4 separate regions of the Mus musculus genome follow, and regions 2, 3 and 4 are each linked to region 1. The links are chromatin contacts, called in public HiChIP or PLAC-seq and promoter capture Hi-C maps. All regions are on one chromosome and are shown on one strand. The core of a region is the stretch at or near the end of the contact, and the rest is flanking DNA. Distances in the headings are between cores, read along the strand shown.

Evidence for each region. Promoter capture Hi-C pulls out the DNA fragments that hold promoters and counts their contacts. HiChIP or PLAC-seq counts read pairs in DNA pulled down with a chosen protein or histone mark.
Region 2: a contact with region 1 is called in a promoter capture Hi-C map of liver, with 3 times the contacts expected there. The contact joins the promoter of Stag3 here to the promoter of Ache in region 1. A contact is called at or near these places in 2 of 39 promoter capture datasets (both in liver) and 1 of 115 datasets of contacts at active chromatin or transcription factors (bone marrow-derived macrophages).
Region 3: a contact with region 1 is called in an HNF4G HiChIP or PLAC-seq map of pancreatic cancer cells. The contact joins the promoter of Zscan21 here to the promoter of Ache in region 1. A contact is called at or near these places in 2 of 39 promoter capture datasets (hippocampal neurons and pre-B cells) and 2 of 115 datasets of contacts at active chromatin or transcription factors (astrocytes and pancreatic cancer cells).
Region 4: a contact with region 1 is called in an H3K4me3 HiChIP or PLAC-seq map of bone marrow-derived macrophages, with 5 times the contacts expected there. The contact joins the promoter of Pilrb1 here to the promoter of Ache in region 1. A contact is called at or near these places in 2 of 115 datasets of contacts at active chromatin or transcription factors (bone marrow-derived macrophages and pancreatic cancer cells).

What each region holds. Positions count from the first base shown.
Region 1 is chr5:137,286,424-137,290,027 of GRCm38.p6, reverse strand. It overlaps Ache (acetylcholinesterase), which reads right to left and starts at 1,774. Exons shown (of 5, transcript NM_009599.4): 1 at 1,661-1,774; 2 at 1-16. It overlaps Gm42456 (a long non-coding RNA gene), which reads left to right and starts at 1,384. Exons shown (of 4, transcript XR_003955815.1): 1 at 1,384-1,463.
Region 2 is chr5:138,278,644-138,282,247 of GRCm38.p6, reverse strand. It overlaps Stag3 (stromal antigen 3), which reads right to left and starts at 1,739. Exons shown (of 34, transcript NM_016964.2): 1 at 1,594-1,739; 2 at 210-383. The coding sequence starts at 373. It overlaps Gpc2 (glypican 2 (cerebroglycan)), which reads left to right and starts at 2,311. Exons shown (of 10, transcript NM_172412.2): 1 at 2,311-2,599; 2 at 3,251-3,409. The coding sequence starts at 2,434.
Region 3 is chr5:138,115,300-138,118,903 of GRCm38.p6, reverse strand. Zscan21 (zinc finger and SCAN domain containing 21) reads right to left here and starts at 1,999. Exons shown (of 5, transcript NM_011757.3): 1 at 1,897-1,999; 2 at 984-1,068.
Region 4 is chr5:137,856,353-137,859,956 of GRCm38.p6, reverse strand. It overlaps Pilrb1 (paired immunoglobin-like type 2 receptor beta 1), which reads left to right and starts at 1,908. Exons shown (of 5, transcript NM_133209.2): 1 at 1,908-2,097; 2 at 2,415-2,801. The coding sequence starts at 2,013. Gm36551 (a long non-coding RNA gene) reads right to left here and starts at 3,420. Exons shown (of 4, transcript XR_001784998.2): 1 at 2,811-3,420; 2 at 2,463-2,559.

The DNA.
Region 1 (3,604 bases), core at 525-3,024:
CAGGACAGGCTGGTGTCTGCTGGGAGAAAGAAAGGCAAAGGGTGAAGACAGCAGCTCAGTGGGAGATTAAGAAACAGTCTTGCCCAGGGCTTATCAAGGAGTTGCAGAGGAGGTGTGGCAGATTGGTAAGGGGAGGGGAGAAATGGAGTCAAGCTAGGAGACGCGACACAGGCAGACAAACACAAGATCAGACATACACACACCCATACCGCAACAAATGCAGCCAACTGAGATAAGCCTGGCTAATACATAGTCTCCCTTGCCCAGCAAGTTCCAAGGGCCTCCATACCTCTTTCCCCTGCAGCTTGAGCTAAGACCCCTAGTATACAGCACAGGGTTGGAAAGGCTTTGTATAGGCCCCAGGACAGGTGCAGGGGACCCTCATGGACGGACGGGTGTGGCCCCTTCGGGAGCTTGCAAGTTATAAGAAAGCACAGCCCAAGCCTCTCCTGGGTTAGCCAAAGCCTTCTGGGGAGTGGGTTGGGCATTCAAGGTATCGGGAGTCCCAGGTTCTGAAGGCATCTTGGAATCTTGTCCAGTCGACACCTTGCCCCACCCTGCTCCGCCTCTCTTCTTTCTGGTACGGCCGGTTGGTACCCGTTTGCTTTACATCAACCGCACCCCTCTCGCCTGACTCCAGCCAACTGTCTCACTCGCCCCTTGTGGGGCTCACCAGAACTCAAGCCCCTATTGCATCCCCATATTGCAATGCCCTCCACTGCCAACCGGGAGCAGTAGAGACCAAGAAGAGGCCAGAGCTCCCCGCCCGAGCCTTGGTGTGGGGGTATCTGGAGAATCGTGAGCATCGCAGAGGGGGTTGAAGGGCGAGCCAGGACGTCTGTGTTCCGGGAGCTCCGGAGATCCCCGTAGCAAAGGCAGGGGCGCTATTTTGGGGGCAACAGCTGCTGTAGTTCCGGCGTCTCCAGCCAAGAGATCAAAATTCCCCGGGTCGGAACTACCCCCTCCGGGTGTTCACCCATCACCCAGCCAGTTCTGGTCGCCTGGATCTGGGGATAGTGGCGTTGTTGGAGATTAACCAGGAAACCCGAGTGGGGCTAATTATAACTCGGGGCTTCCGCTGAGCCTCCTTTTAGAGGGAGGGTGGGAGGGTGAGAGGGAGGGAGGGAGGGAGGGAGGGAAAGAGAGAGACAGAGACACATAGAGAGAGACAGAGTCAGAGAGAGAGAGAGAGAGAGAGAGAGAGAGAGAGAGAGAGAGAGAGAGCGCAGGAGGGGTCCTGGAGCTGGCAAGGGGCTCAGCTGGGTAGGGACGTTGGGGTCGCGGCCCTCGGGATGGGGGGTGGTGCATTCGGGATGTCAGTAACCTGCGCAGTTTGGGCTCCGCCCCAAACAGGGGGCGTCTTCCAGTGTCCCCAGACTTTGAAGAGAGTGGGGAAGGGGCCTTCAGGGGGTCCCTGCAGGAAGGGAGCGCAGAGGCAGCGGCCGGCCCAGCGAGCATCATCAGTAAGTATGCAGCGGCTAGCGGGAGTTTCAGAGGAGTGCGAGGCAGTGGAGGGGCCCCTCTAGGCAGGCCCCACGGGGCAGGAGGTGCAGTAGGAGCTCTGTTGGGGGGCTTCGATCGTTCCAGGATCGCACGTTTCCCCCGGGATGCGGATTGGTCCCGACTCGGTGGAGGGTCCTGGGTGGGTTGGGAGACTCACCTGAGGCGGCCAAGCCGGGCCGGGTCGGGCCGCGCCGGGAGCTGGAGGCGGCCAATGTTCCCCGGCGCAGGCTGAGCCGACAGTGACAGCCGCCTCCGGCCCCCCGCACACACCCCTCCGGGCCGCACGGCGCCCCCGCCCGCCCACTGTCTCCGCCCCCGCCCCTCCCCGCTCCCCCGGGCTGCCACCTCCCCTCCTCCCTCCCTTCAAGCCCCGAGACCCCGGGGAGCGGGAGCCCAGACACACTCCAGTGGTAGATTCAGACAGACCGACAGACCCGCAGACCCGCAGCGGCGGGGCAGACACCCACGTGACAGACGGACCGCAGCCTGCGGAGACACCAGACACCGTTCACGCAGGCGACAGTCTCCTGCGGTGACAAGTCACAGACAGACCGGTCGCCTTTCACGGACGGAAGGACACACTGACAGCTCTAATCCAGAAAGATCAGAGGCCTAATATTTGGCATCTGTAACCAGGACAAAGCTTGGGGCAGGGTAATAAGAGAAGAGACACGAGAAAGCCTGACTGAGGACCCCCTTCAGCTGACACTGGTAGAAAAGATGACGTGGGACATCTCTGTGGAGACGAAAGAACACCTGTAGGAACAAATAACAGAAACACAGGCTCTCCCTTATAGGAAAAGACCCCTGTGGGCAAGAAGAGGTGACACGGGGACAGCTGAGAAGCCAGACCACATAGTGGCAAGCAGAAGGCTGTGGGGAGATGCTACAATGCACTCTGCTGCAGCTCTGGAAACTTCCGGAACCCCCGAGGGTGGGCTTGAGCTAATTCCCCTGACCGGTGACCTCCGGCTGTCATCACAAGGGTCCGGCTGGTCCATGACATCACCGGGCCAAGCTTTCATTGGTTGTTGTGGCTAGCAGGTGGGAGCGGCCTACACTTGGAGCCCCCAGCCTGTTTGGGAGTCCCTTAGACCACACGCCCAGCCTTCTAGGGAGTCTCCCACCTAGCTGCACCTTAGTGACTGTGGGAAGTGTGCAGTTTTGTGCCCACGCGAGATCACTACATGAAAGAGACAACTGGCTCACGGGGTGGGTGGGGGCATCTGGCTCTGGAGCCTGCGGGCCGCTGCTGCGTGGGCGACTGGCCTGCACGCGAGAGCGTGGGGACGTGCGTGCGCGCACGCGATATGGGGCGCTGCGTGGATCTATGGGGGGTAGGGGGACACGTGCACGCATGCTCGCTGTGGACGCCGGGAGCTTTCCCTCGAGCCCCAGACACTCATCACTCATCAGTCACTTCCTCCGAGCAAGGGGCAAAGGCGCGCTGTCTTGCAAAAGGCTGGTCCCCAGAAGATACCAGCGCAGAGTCCAACCTCTCCCAGATATGCGATTTTCATCTCTCCAAACTGCGACATCCCCCCCGCCCCCCCCCCCCGCCCTCCAACCCTCCTGTCCCTGGAGAACCTGGCCACTGCATGCCGGGAAACTCATCTGCAGTCCAGCTCACTCGCGACGGGTCCGTGCTGACTATCGCCAGGTGGCGCCAGAGGCTGTCATTCGGACCTTGAGGACTGGGGTGGGACCAACCCTTGATTGTCTCTTTCCTGGTGTCTCTGGAAAGAGGAACAGACAGGGTGTGTGTTACTGTTGCTGTGGGAGAGAAAGAGTCTGACGCCGCTTCTGAGCATGGTAACGCCAGATTATTAAAACCGTGAAGGGAAATGAGGGAATGAGTGAGGCCAGTCCTGCCCAGTCTTGAAGCTCAGCGCCTTTAGCCTATAAACAGGGTCCAGTTAGTGACAGTATCTTGTTCCTTATCCAGTTGTTCCAAAAACAGGTGATGCTGGGCAATTTATCTCTTGACCTTTGTAACTATGAGTTTGTCTCACTGAAAGAAAGATCCTGGGACAAGAATAAACTGTCGATGGGCCTCAGGTTTACCATAAATCCATAATAGCTTAGACAGCTTAGTAAGCAA
Region 2 (3,604 bases), core at 490-2,989, 990 kb before region 1:
GTCCTTAACCCTCTTTATCCTCCAGCCTCCTCGTCCCATATTCTGCGATTACAGGTATGTGCCACCATATCCAGCTTTCAGTACAGCATTTCTGATACTGTCATATGGCCCCACATACACTACAACCATGCTAGAAAACAACAGAGAGGAAAGCTGCTGGGGATGCAGAAGGAGCTCCCAAGTTCAGACCTCTCACCAACGGCACTCACCACTCTGCAGTTCCCTGTGAGTCTCTGTCATCACAGGGTAGGATGGAGGAGGAACAAGGAGACAAGGCCATCTGTGCACGTCTCACAGACTTTTGAAGTGGGGAAGACTCACTGCCTGAGGAAGAGCCATGGTGCTGGGTAGAAGGTGACCACAGAGTAGGCATGTTAATCCAGCTGTAGGAAAAAAGGAAAGAGTTCCTACTACTACTATATCCCTCTATAGACCATCATCTTTCTCTCCCAGAATGTGGTCTCAGTACTATGGGATAGAGCACCAAAACCAATAGTCAACCTAACCACATCGAGGTATTATGGTCACTACTGCTATAAGGGCTTGCAAACAGAAACCTGAAACTAGGAGTGATGCTGTAGGCTTGTAATTGCAGCTACCTGGGAGGCTAAGGCAGGTTGCTCATCAAATTCAAAGTCAGCCTGGAACTCCAGAGTAGCCTGTAGCCTGAGCAACTTAGTGAGACCTTATTCAAAATAAACAGTAAAAAAGAGGCCTGGGGGTTATAGCTGAGCAGTAGATGTTCCAAGACTCTGGGCAGCACCCAACTTTCAGTATGGCTAAATAAATTAAGGCCACAGGACCTGGGTCCAATCTTCAGTATAGGTAAATTAATTAAAATAAATAAATAAATAACACCAGAGGATCTGGGGCCAATCTTCAGTATAGGTAAATTAATTTAATAAGGCCAGAGGATCTGGGGCCAATCTTCAATATAGGTAAACAAACAAGGCCAGAGGGTTTACACAGAGCAGTTTCTGAGCAGCTTCTGGCACAAATCCCTCTTAGAGGAATCAGAGAGGGGTACACTGGCTGAGGCTCAGCTGCTAAAACCGAACCAGCAAAGCACCTCAGATTTCCATTTCTGAAACTCATTGTCTGACTCTACAGGAAATGGGAGGCTATTCGTGATCCGGAAGCAGAGGTGTCATTTGAGTTAAGCCACAAACATTCCAACGAGTAAAGCGCGTTCTCTACTTCCAGAAAGCGCGCTGCATAAGGTTGACCCCAAGCTTATTTGGGCTGTGGGGGAGGAGGGAGCAGGGTGTCTTCCGTTTATGAGGCTGCTTATCTCTCTGAATCAGAAGATGGGGTTTCCGGGCCCGGCGTGGTGGCGCACGCCTTTAATCCCAGCACTCGGGAGGCAGAGGCAGGTGGATTTCTGAGTTTGAGGCCAGCCTGGTCTACAGAGTGAGTTCCAGGACAGCCAGGGCTACACAGAGAAACCCTGTCTCGAAAAAAAAAAAAAGGGTTTCCGGCCTCCATAGCGGACACGAGACAGAGCTACAGACCTCAGTGGAGACAGGGGGTTGGAACGCTGCCTATTTATGGGTCCAAAGGGGCAACCTCACAGTTTGAACTTGGAAGAATGACCTTTAGATGAACACGGCTGAAGAAAGGTCACCACCTCAGAGGTCCTTTCAGGTCTCAGTGGACATCCCACCTCGGTCGCGAGACGCCCGCCGCAGCTGCTCTTCTTCCTCTGGTGGCGGGCGGTTAAGCCTTAGAAAAAAACGCGGGAAGGCACGGGATAAGCCGTGCGCAGGCGCGAGATTAACTGGTCTTCGCGCGGCTGAGAAGTGTCGCGAGACTTGGCGCAGCGCGAGCTCGTGCTAACCACGTTCCTGCCTCTCAGCGCGCTTGGCTTCGAGCAGCCGCCAGGCATGTAGCTGTGCAGTCCTGTCACGTGGGCTCCAGCGCGTGCGGAGTCGCTCCATCCTGGTCACGCCTCCTTTACTCCTATGTCCCCTTCCATTGGCTGAGCGTTTGCTGCTGCCTTCAGTCCGGCTCTTCAATTGCAATTGGCTCAGTTTCACCCAAACCCCGCCTTTCGAGCAAAATACCACGCCCCTTCTCAAGACCACAACCCCTACCCCTGCCAGCCTCCGCCGTGCGGGCCGTGTTCCGCCCCTGCCGAGTTGCCGTTCCACATTGGCTTCACGGCTACCCTGTCCCCGCCCCTGGGGCCGGCTTCTTCTTATCATTGGCGGGCTACCGCTTCGGGCCCCGCCCCCTGTCCCGCTCCCCGGCTCCCATTGTCTCCGCAGATGCCTCCTGGTCCTGCTACGGTGCTGGGGTTGTTCAGTTTTAGGGGACACGCTCCTATTCTTTTCTTCGAGACGTCCCGCGGCCGAGAACGGGGTTCTAGAGTTCCGCGGACTCTTCTTTCCTCCTTAGGACCCACTTTGCCCCGTCCCAGGGAGGAGAGCACCTATGTCTGCGCTGCGACCTCTCCTGCTTTTGCTGCTCCATCTGTGTCCGGGTCTAGGGCCGGGACATGGGAGTGAGGCAAAGGTCGTCCGGAGTTGTGCAGAGACTCGGCAGGTGCTGGGGGCCCGGGGATATAGCTTAAACCTAATCCCTCCCTCCCTCATCTCAGGTGAGAAGAAAGAGGGAAGAGTCGGGGTGGGAAGGGGCGGGGACGGGTCCTCCCCATCTCACAATAACTCTTTCCTTTCAGTGACCATTATGATGATTGTTTCATCTGTTGAGCATCTTTCTTCTCCAGTAACTTCCTTCCCGGGATCACAATAAACCTGCTGCTCATATAATAACTCTCATTCAGTCCCCACCCAAGGAATTCCCTTCTCTGTAATTAGCACACCCGTTAGTGTCTTTCTAACAGCCAGAAATCGCCTTGCAATTCCTGTGAGCTTCTATGACAATACTTTCTTGCTTACCAAGTAGCCCCACCCCTACAAATCCCGTTCTTCATTCCATAGTTGTCCCATAAGTCCCTGGAGGAGTGGGTTGTGCAGTGTTGGGGAGGGTTACCTGAAGACCCTCTGGTCACTAATATGGCCCTCAAAGCAGCTGTTCAATAGATGATCCCATTACAAATAGGAGTGAAGCTGAGATGGGTGAGGGACAATAAAAGAGGGTTCAGGTAGGGCTGAAGGGGCAAACAAAGGAAAAAGCAACCGGGCAGGTGGAAGACAAAAATCAGCCCCCAGAGATAGGCGAGGGATGAAAGGAGATTCCTAATATCCCTTCTTGCCATCCAGTCCTCCTCCCTGTCTCCTCTGCGCAGGTGAGCACCTTCAAGTCTGTCCTCAGGAGTACACCTGCTGTTCCAGTGAGACAGAGCAGAAGTTGATCAGGGATGCTGAAGTCACATTCCGTGGCCTGGTAGAGGACAGTGGCTCTTTCCTGATTCACACACTGGCTGCCCGGCATAGAAAGTTTAATGGTGAGGACCTTTGGGGGGTTCCCAGATGTGCTTCACACCTCTTTGTGTTTATGCACCCCGTTTCCTATTCCCACCTCCTGCAGTCATAGCTAGGCCACCACCACCCACCCCAGAATCCCCTGCTTATTTCCCATCCCCACTCCACATTCTCTACAGGACCCTGCCCTTCCTTGTTCCTAGTCTGCCAGCTTACTC
Region 3 (3,604 bases), core at 750-3,249, 830 kb before region 1:
AAAAAACCAAAAAGAAGAAAAGAAAAAATCTGGTACTAAAGTATCTTGGCATCTTGCTCCCTGCACACAAAGAAAGCCAATGTTTCACATTTGGTAATGCTGAGCTTGCCATGTGAAGATGCCCTCCAGGTCTTGGTTTCTGAAAATTCCTTAAATAGTCATAAAATCAAAAAGTATGTGGGTAGAAAAACAGGCCTAATTTAACACTTTCATAGAAAAAAAAAAAAAACTTTAAAAAGGCTACCTAAAGCAGGGTGTGGTATGTACACCTTAATCCCAGCACATGGAAGGTAGAGGCAGGAGGATCTCTGAGTTAGAAGCCAGCATAGTCAACAGAGTTCCAGGACAGACAGGGCAACACAAAGAAACCCTGTTTTGAAAAATAACAAAAAAGCAAAACCAAAGCTATCTAAAGGTTGTTTTGTTTTGTTTTTAAAGATTCATGTATTATTTTATGTCTAAGAGTACACTGTTGCTGTTTTCAGACACACCAGAAGAGGGCATAAGATCACATTACAAATGGCCATGAGCCACCAAGTGGTTGCTGGGATTTGAACTCAGGACCTCTGGAAGAGCAGCCAGTAGTGCTCTTAACCACTGAGCCATCTCTCCAGCCCCTATCTAAAGGTTTAACTCAACTGACAAGATGGCTCAGTGGGTAACAAATGCAACCGACCTGCTGCCTGTTTTGAGACTGGTGTCCATGTAATGGAAGGGAAGCAGTCAACTATGCCAACTATCCTTTGACTCACACACACACACACACACACAGAGTAAAAAAATAAAAACCTAACTCTCGAAGTCTAGCAGCAGGCTTTTGGTCACTTCCCAATTTTTCCCTCCTTTATGCGAATTCTACAGTTTATAAGTCCCCCCCCCACACACACACACTCCCTTAATCAGCCTCAAATTCATTCTGTGCAAGACGAAGTGTAAACAAATCAAACTATCACAGATTGCATCAAATGAACAGCAATTATTACCTTGTAGTAGATAATGCCCTTAAGACACTCTGCACTTGGAAACTCCAAGCTGAAGTCGTGGTGGTGCATACCTGTAATTACAGCACTGAAGAGAACAGAGACAGGAGGATCACCAATTATACACCAGTGTAGGCCATACAGTAAGACCCCGTCTCAAACCGAGCAAACTAATTTTCAAAAAGCTTCCAGGCAGGCCAATAATTCTGAAGAGCATAACTACTGGGCAGATCTAGTAGCTCAGAGTGAGCCAAATTCTGCATCATTTCAATAGCCCTGAACCAATACTCAGTCTCTCTTCAGAAGCCTTCCACCACTTGAAAAACAATTTTCCTGTATTGATTTTGTTGTTGTTGTTCACAATTCTTTAAGTGTCCCCTTTCAACAGATTTCCAACTATGTCAGCCACCAAATAAATCAATCACCTTTCTATCCTATACGCGTTTTACAAACGATCGTCTAAAAATCTTTCCAGACTTGAGCAAATCCTTGTCCAGTGCGCACAAAGCCCACCGGGACCAATTCCCCGCCTGGACTGGACAAGACTCAAGACTGAGGAGATTCGGGTTTTCAGAGGTTTCTACACTTGGGCTTATTCTTAACAATTAGTTCTGAGTTTAGATCTCAGGGCTCTTGCTGGGGAAGAAAGAGGGCAGTTTCCGTCAGGTAACAGACAATAACGGAGAGACTAGAAATGCGATTCCGGAAGCAAAAGAATCAGGGTTTTGTTCCAGGGAGCCCTCGGGGGTGGAAAAGCCTTTCCTTAGAGCGGGCGCCGACGACGGCTGGGCGGGGCGCTCCTCCTCAATCTCCCAGAACCACCATGGAGGAACTCCCCGAACCAGAACCACAGTCGCTAAACCCGTCCCACCCTCTCGAAATCTTTTGGCCAACGCTCCCCGACCGCTAGGCTAACCTGGGACTCGCAGGCTCACCGTGACTCAGAACCGCTTTGGAGTCTGGAATCCTCACAGCGGCTGAACGACAGCACCACCGGAAGCGCGTCAGAGCCCCGCCCCTCTGGAGGGGGAGCAGCCGCCCCTCTAGGAATCCGAGCGTTGTCGGTATCCTGTTTCACCGGAGGCTGCGACTGTCCTGGTTGTGATCTGTTTCTCCCCCTATTTCTTTTTTTATTCTCATTCTCTCTTCCTACCCCCTCCCTTTTCTTTCTTTCGTTCATTCTTTTTTTGAGGGTGGGTGGTTTTTGGAGGGTTATGCGGCCCTGGCTGCCCTGAAACTCACTCAATAGACCAGGCTGGCCTCGAACTCAGGGATTTACTTGCCTCTGCCTCTCGAGTGCTGGGATTAAAAGCATGAGCCACCACTGCCTTGTTTTTGAGACAAACATGTCATTAGCCCTAGCTAGCCTGGAACTCTATGTATACCAGGCTGACCTCGAACTCTATAAACGATCCACTTGCCTCTAGATCAGTGAGTGAGTAAAGAGCTCATGCGTGAGGACCTACATTTGGATTTCCAGCACCACATAAAAAGACTATGGTACATCACATGCCTGTAATCCGAGTGCTGGGAGGACCCCTGCAGTCTGTTGTCTGGGCAGCCTAGCTCCAGATCAGTGACACCTTGTCTCAAAAACAAGGTAGAGAAGCAATTGAAGAAGACAGCTAACATTAACCTCTGGCCTTCACATGTTTGCAAACACACTGTGTACATGAGCACTGTAACAGTTAGGGTTCTCTAGAGTCACAGAACTAAGGGAATGTCTGTCTATACTGAGTGAATTTATTGTGATAACTTACAGTCTGTACCCCAGCAATGGTCCAAGAATCTAGTAGTTGCTCAGTCCCACGAAGCTAGGTGTTCCAGCTGGTCGTCTGTAGAAGTAGATTCCAACAGATGTGCTGGCAAGTAAGTGCAAGCAGCCGAAGAAGAGGGACTCTTCCTTCTTCCAATGTCCTTAAGCAAATCTCTAGCAGAAGGTGTGGCCCAGATTAAGTGTGTACCACCATGCCTGGCTCTTAGAACTCAGAGATCTCTTTGCCTTAGTTTCCTGGGCCTAAGTTTTTCTTTTTTGTTGTTCTTGTTTTGTTTTGTTTTTGTTTGTTTGTTTGTTTTTTGTTTTTTCAAGACAGAGTTTTTCTGTGTATCCCTGGCTGTCCTGGAACTCACTCTGTAGACCAGGCTGGCCTCGAACTAAGAAATCCACCTGCCTCTGCCTCCCAAGTGCTGGGATTAAAGGCATGAGCCACCATGCCCGGCATGGACCTAAGTTTCTCATGGCCACTATGCCTCAAGATCTCCATGCCAAGATCCAGGTCAGAATCTTCTTCCAGCCTCAAGATCTGGATCACAGGTGGATTGTAGTTCATTCCAGATAGAGTCAAGTTGACAACCAGGAATAGCCATTACAATCAAAAACACAGAGAACAATCTGCCTGAGTTCTTGTTTATGTATGAAGAAAGCAGTGTCTTGGCAGATCAGATCCAGTGTGTACTAGAGTGTAAATTGATAGCAAAGCTGAGACAAGATTTTGATTCTCTATTTGTGTATGCTTGTTCTACCACTATAGATTTTTCTTTCTGTGCTGGGGGAGGGGGGTAGAACCCAATGCCTTATGCAAGCTAGCACTTCTCTCCATCATCAAGTTATTTACCTAGCTCTG
Region 4 (3,604 bases), core at 659-3,158, 570 kb before region 1:
GAGAGGCGTGTCTCACACCCGGATTGGTTGTGCTTGGGTTATGCTTACCACCTCATTTGCATGCCCACATCTGATTGGTTAACTTCTCTCTCATCTGATTGGTTAACTTCTCTCTCATCTGATTGGTTAACTTCTCTCTCATCTAATTGGTTAATTTTGGTTAATTCTCAAAACCTCACCTTGGCAAAAAAAACTTTACTGCCTATGTATGCGTGGTAGCCAGCAGAAGCCAGTGCCACCCTGCAATGGCACATGTGGCTTCCCACACTTACTTTCCTGACATGCAAAGAACCAAAGGTTTTATGTCCAACAATAGATAAAGGGACAGGATGGTGCACACTTGGAATCTCTGCTCATGGGAGCACCAGGCAAGAGGTTCTCTAGTCCTTCGTGGTCATCTCTGGCTATATAACAAGTTTTAGGACCACTTTGGGCTTCTTGAGATAGAATTTAAACACACACACACACACACACACACACATCCCTAGTCCCTGATCTGACTAACCTTCCATCTGGAGCCAACTCACCCATAGGCTCTATGCCTCAGTGTCTCCAAGGGTACTATGAATACAGATAAAAACAAACTGTCAGGACCTGACTGTTTGTGTCTGGATCAGAACAAGGGATCTGAGGACCATGGGGACTGTGAAGGGAGTCAGAGAGCAGACATGAGAGAGGGCAGGCTGCAAAGCCAGCTGCAGGGAAGCAGGAACAAGGCGATCAATGCCAGGGAACCTAAGGAAATGGGAAGAGGCCTCTGCACATGTCACTCAGGGAGATTGATGCCACTTCCTCTGACACCATGTGTGTTTGTGCCCTTCAGGGAGCTCATGGCATCATGTCTTGGGGAAGGGCAGGATGAACCTCTTTAGAATCTGCCCTGAGGTCACCACAGCCTCTGCCCCAACCTTTCATATCTCTACCCAAGTCACAGGCCAGCTGTGTCCACTGTCAGCCATGTCCCAGGCCTTACATCATGAATGACACATGGCTGCTCAGAGCTGTGTTTGCCCACTTAGTCCAAAGAAGTTTCTAGTGTGGCCATAAATAGAGGGAGTCACTCAAGAGCTTTGTGGAAGGAGCCTCCTCAGAGGCTGTACTGAGCAGGCAGACTGAAGTCTCTGTGTGAAATGGAAGACTCCAAGAACTCAATGTGACTAAAGTCCAGTCAATGAGCCATGTGGCTGTCATGTGACAAGTGCCTTGACTTCTCTGATCCTTGTTATCCTCTCCTGAGTAAGTGTTATGGTAGGAGGAGGAGAGGCAGAAATGCTCCTTTAGAAACTGGAGTAGCTTTAGAGTCACTGTCCAAGAAACCCAGGGAAGTTGGAGGCTCTGCCACAGAGATCAGGGCAAGCCTTGATTCTGCCTGTGCACTGGGAAGGCTCCCTGAAAGGCAAGAAAGAGCAAGTTGCGATGTGGACAGAGAGGGGGAAGGAAGAGCAGGGTAGGGAGGTTACTGTGCTAGGGCCTGGGACTTACTGTGTTTCCTAATTACACCTTCCTCATTGTGTCTGAGGTGATTTAGAAACTGACAACTTCATTAGGTGAGATAATTAGAGAGAAATGTGACAACCAGCATGGTGGGAGACATAATGAGAAAGAGATTGAGTAGGGGGAAGGAAAGAATAGAAGAAAAATAGAGGAAGGGAAACAGAGATTACAAGCCACTTAGGAAATGGAAAACAGTAGATAAGATAGAAGATGAAGGTGGAAGAGAGGAGAACCCTGCCTCCTGAGGACAAGGCCTTGTCTCCAAGCCAACAATGGGGGCTGGGCCAAAGTCCAGTTATGTTGTCAGTGACCACAGGGCGGATCTTCTGCAACATGGGAAAAGAAGAAGCCAGATCAATAAAGGAAGTTGCTGGCCACAAGGAGGTGGAGATGGAGAGGTCCTGCCCCAACTCAGTCCTCCACATGTGAATGCCTGGGGATCTGTTTCACTTTACCCTGGTTCTCTCTGGACTCCTGAGCACCCCAGTGTCCCTAGACAGAGCATCCTTGCCTTCCTGATGGCTTTGCTGATCTCGCTTCCTGGAGGGACTCCAGCCATGGCTCAGGTCCTGCTTCTGCTCTCATCAGGCTGTCTGCATGCTGGTGAGTGGTAGTGACCTCACTAGCAGGGACTTAACCTCAGGAGGGGACAGTGGGGCTGGGAAGAGTAGGGAGTCATGTGTACAGGTGTCTGCTAGAGGAGCCAGCCAGGACCCTCTGCCCCAAGAGTCTGTTAACATTGCAGAGGGAGCCCAACCCAACCCTTCACTCTCTTTCCTGTCCCACTAGCGTTAGGGACAGTCCTGCCTTGTGTCTCAGCCCTGCCTGTGCAAGAAGTCTCAGAATGTTCTGTGTTGTCCTTTCTATGTTTCCTGTCACTGTCCCCTGCAGTGGCTTCAGAGTCTCCCCATCCTTCCCAGGAAATTCAGAAAGATACAACAGAAAAAATGGCTTTGGGGTCAACCAACCTGAACGCTGCTCTGGAGTCCAGGGTGGCTCCATCGACATCCCCTTCTCCTTCTATTTCCCCTGGAAGTTGGCCAAGGATCCACAGATGAGCATAGCCTGGAAATGGAAGGATTTCCATGGGGAAGTCATCTACAACTCCTCCCTGCCTTTCATACATGAGCACTTCAAGGGCCGGCTCATCCTGAACTGGACACAGGGTCAGACATCTGGAGTCCTCAGAATCCTGAACTTGAAGGAGTCTGACCAAGCCCAGTACTTTAGTCGAGTTAATCTGCAGTCGACAGAAGGCATGAAGTTGTGGCAGTCAATTCCTGGAACCCAACTCAACGTGACCCAAGGTGAGTCACCTTGGCTCGGGCTTTGATGTCTGTGGCTTCCTTGTCCTGTGCCTGTCACCTCAGGCTTCACAACTCTGAGCTTCCTTTCATATTCATTTCCCTTGGCACTGCCCATACCTCTGCCAACAGCACTTCCCTTGTGGTTGTGACTAGCCTTCTCTGCTACCTCTGCTATGGTCTTGTCATTCTCTGCAGACACAGAACCACACCTGACTCTAAGCTTTAGCATCTGTCCTTCCCTCCTGCTCACTCCCTTATTGTTCGAAATCTGACTACTCTCCTGCCAGCTTTCACACATGACTTCAAGCTGAATAAACTTCTCCAGAATGTAGCTGACTCTCTTGGCCCTACATAAGGACTCCAATTGATCCCTCTATGCAGCATCTCCACACAGCTCCAACCTCAGCTCAGAAAACATGCAAGAACATATAGTGGGGACCATTGCATGTTCTGGGGTCCTCAGGTATACTGATAACTGCCACATGTCACCACAGTCCTTCACTTCCCCTCATAGCTCCCCAGGACACATCTGTCTTCTCTCCTCAGGATCTTCAGCCATTAGAAAATGAAAAAGAACATTTCCCTATTTTCAGGATGTGGCTGCTCTGTCTTCTGATCCCTCCAGCCCCTCTGATGCAGAAGCAACTGAAGTCCCCTAGACTGGGAGCCGTGAGGCCCAGGGTGGTCACTGTGTGTTCCTGCACATGGCCCTACAGGAGCAGGGAATCTGTGTTGCTGCATTGTTTCTTATGATCTTGCTCTATGGCTCCCTATTTTTCTTTTAACATACCTGCTTCTTTCTT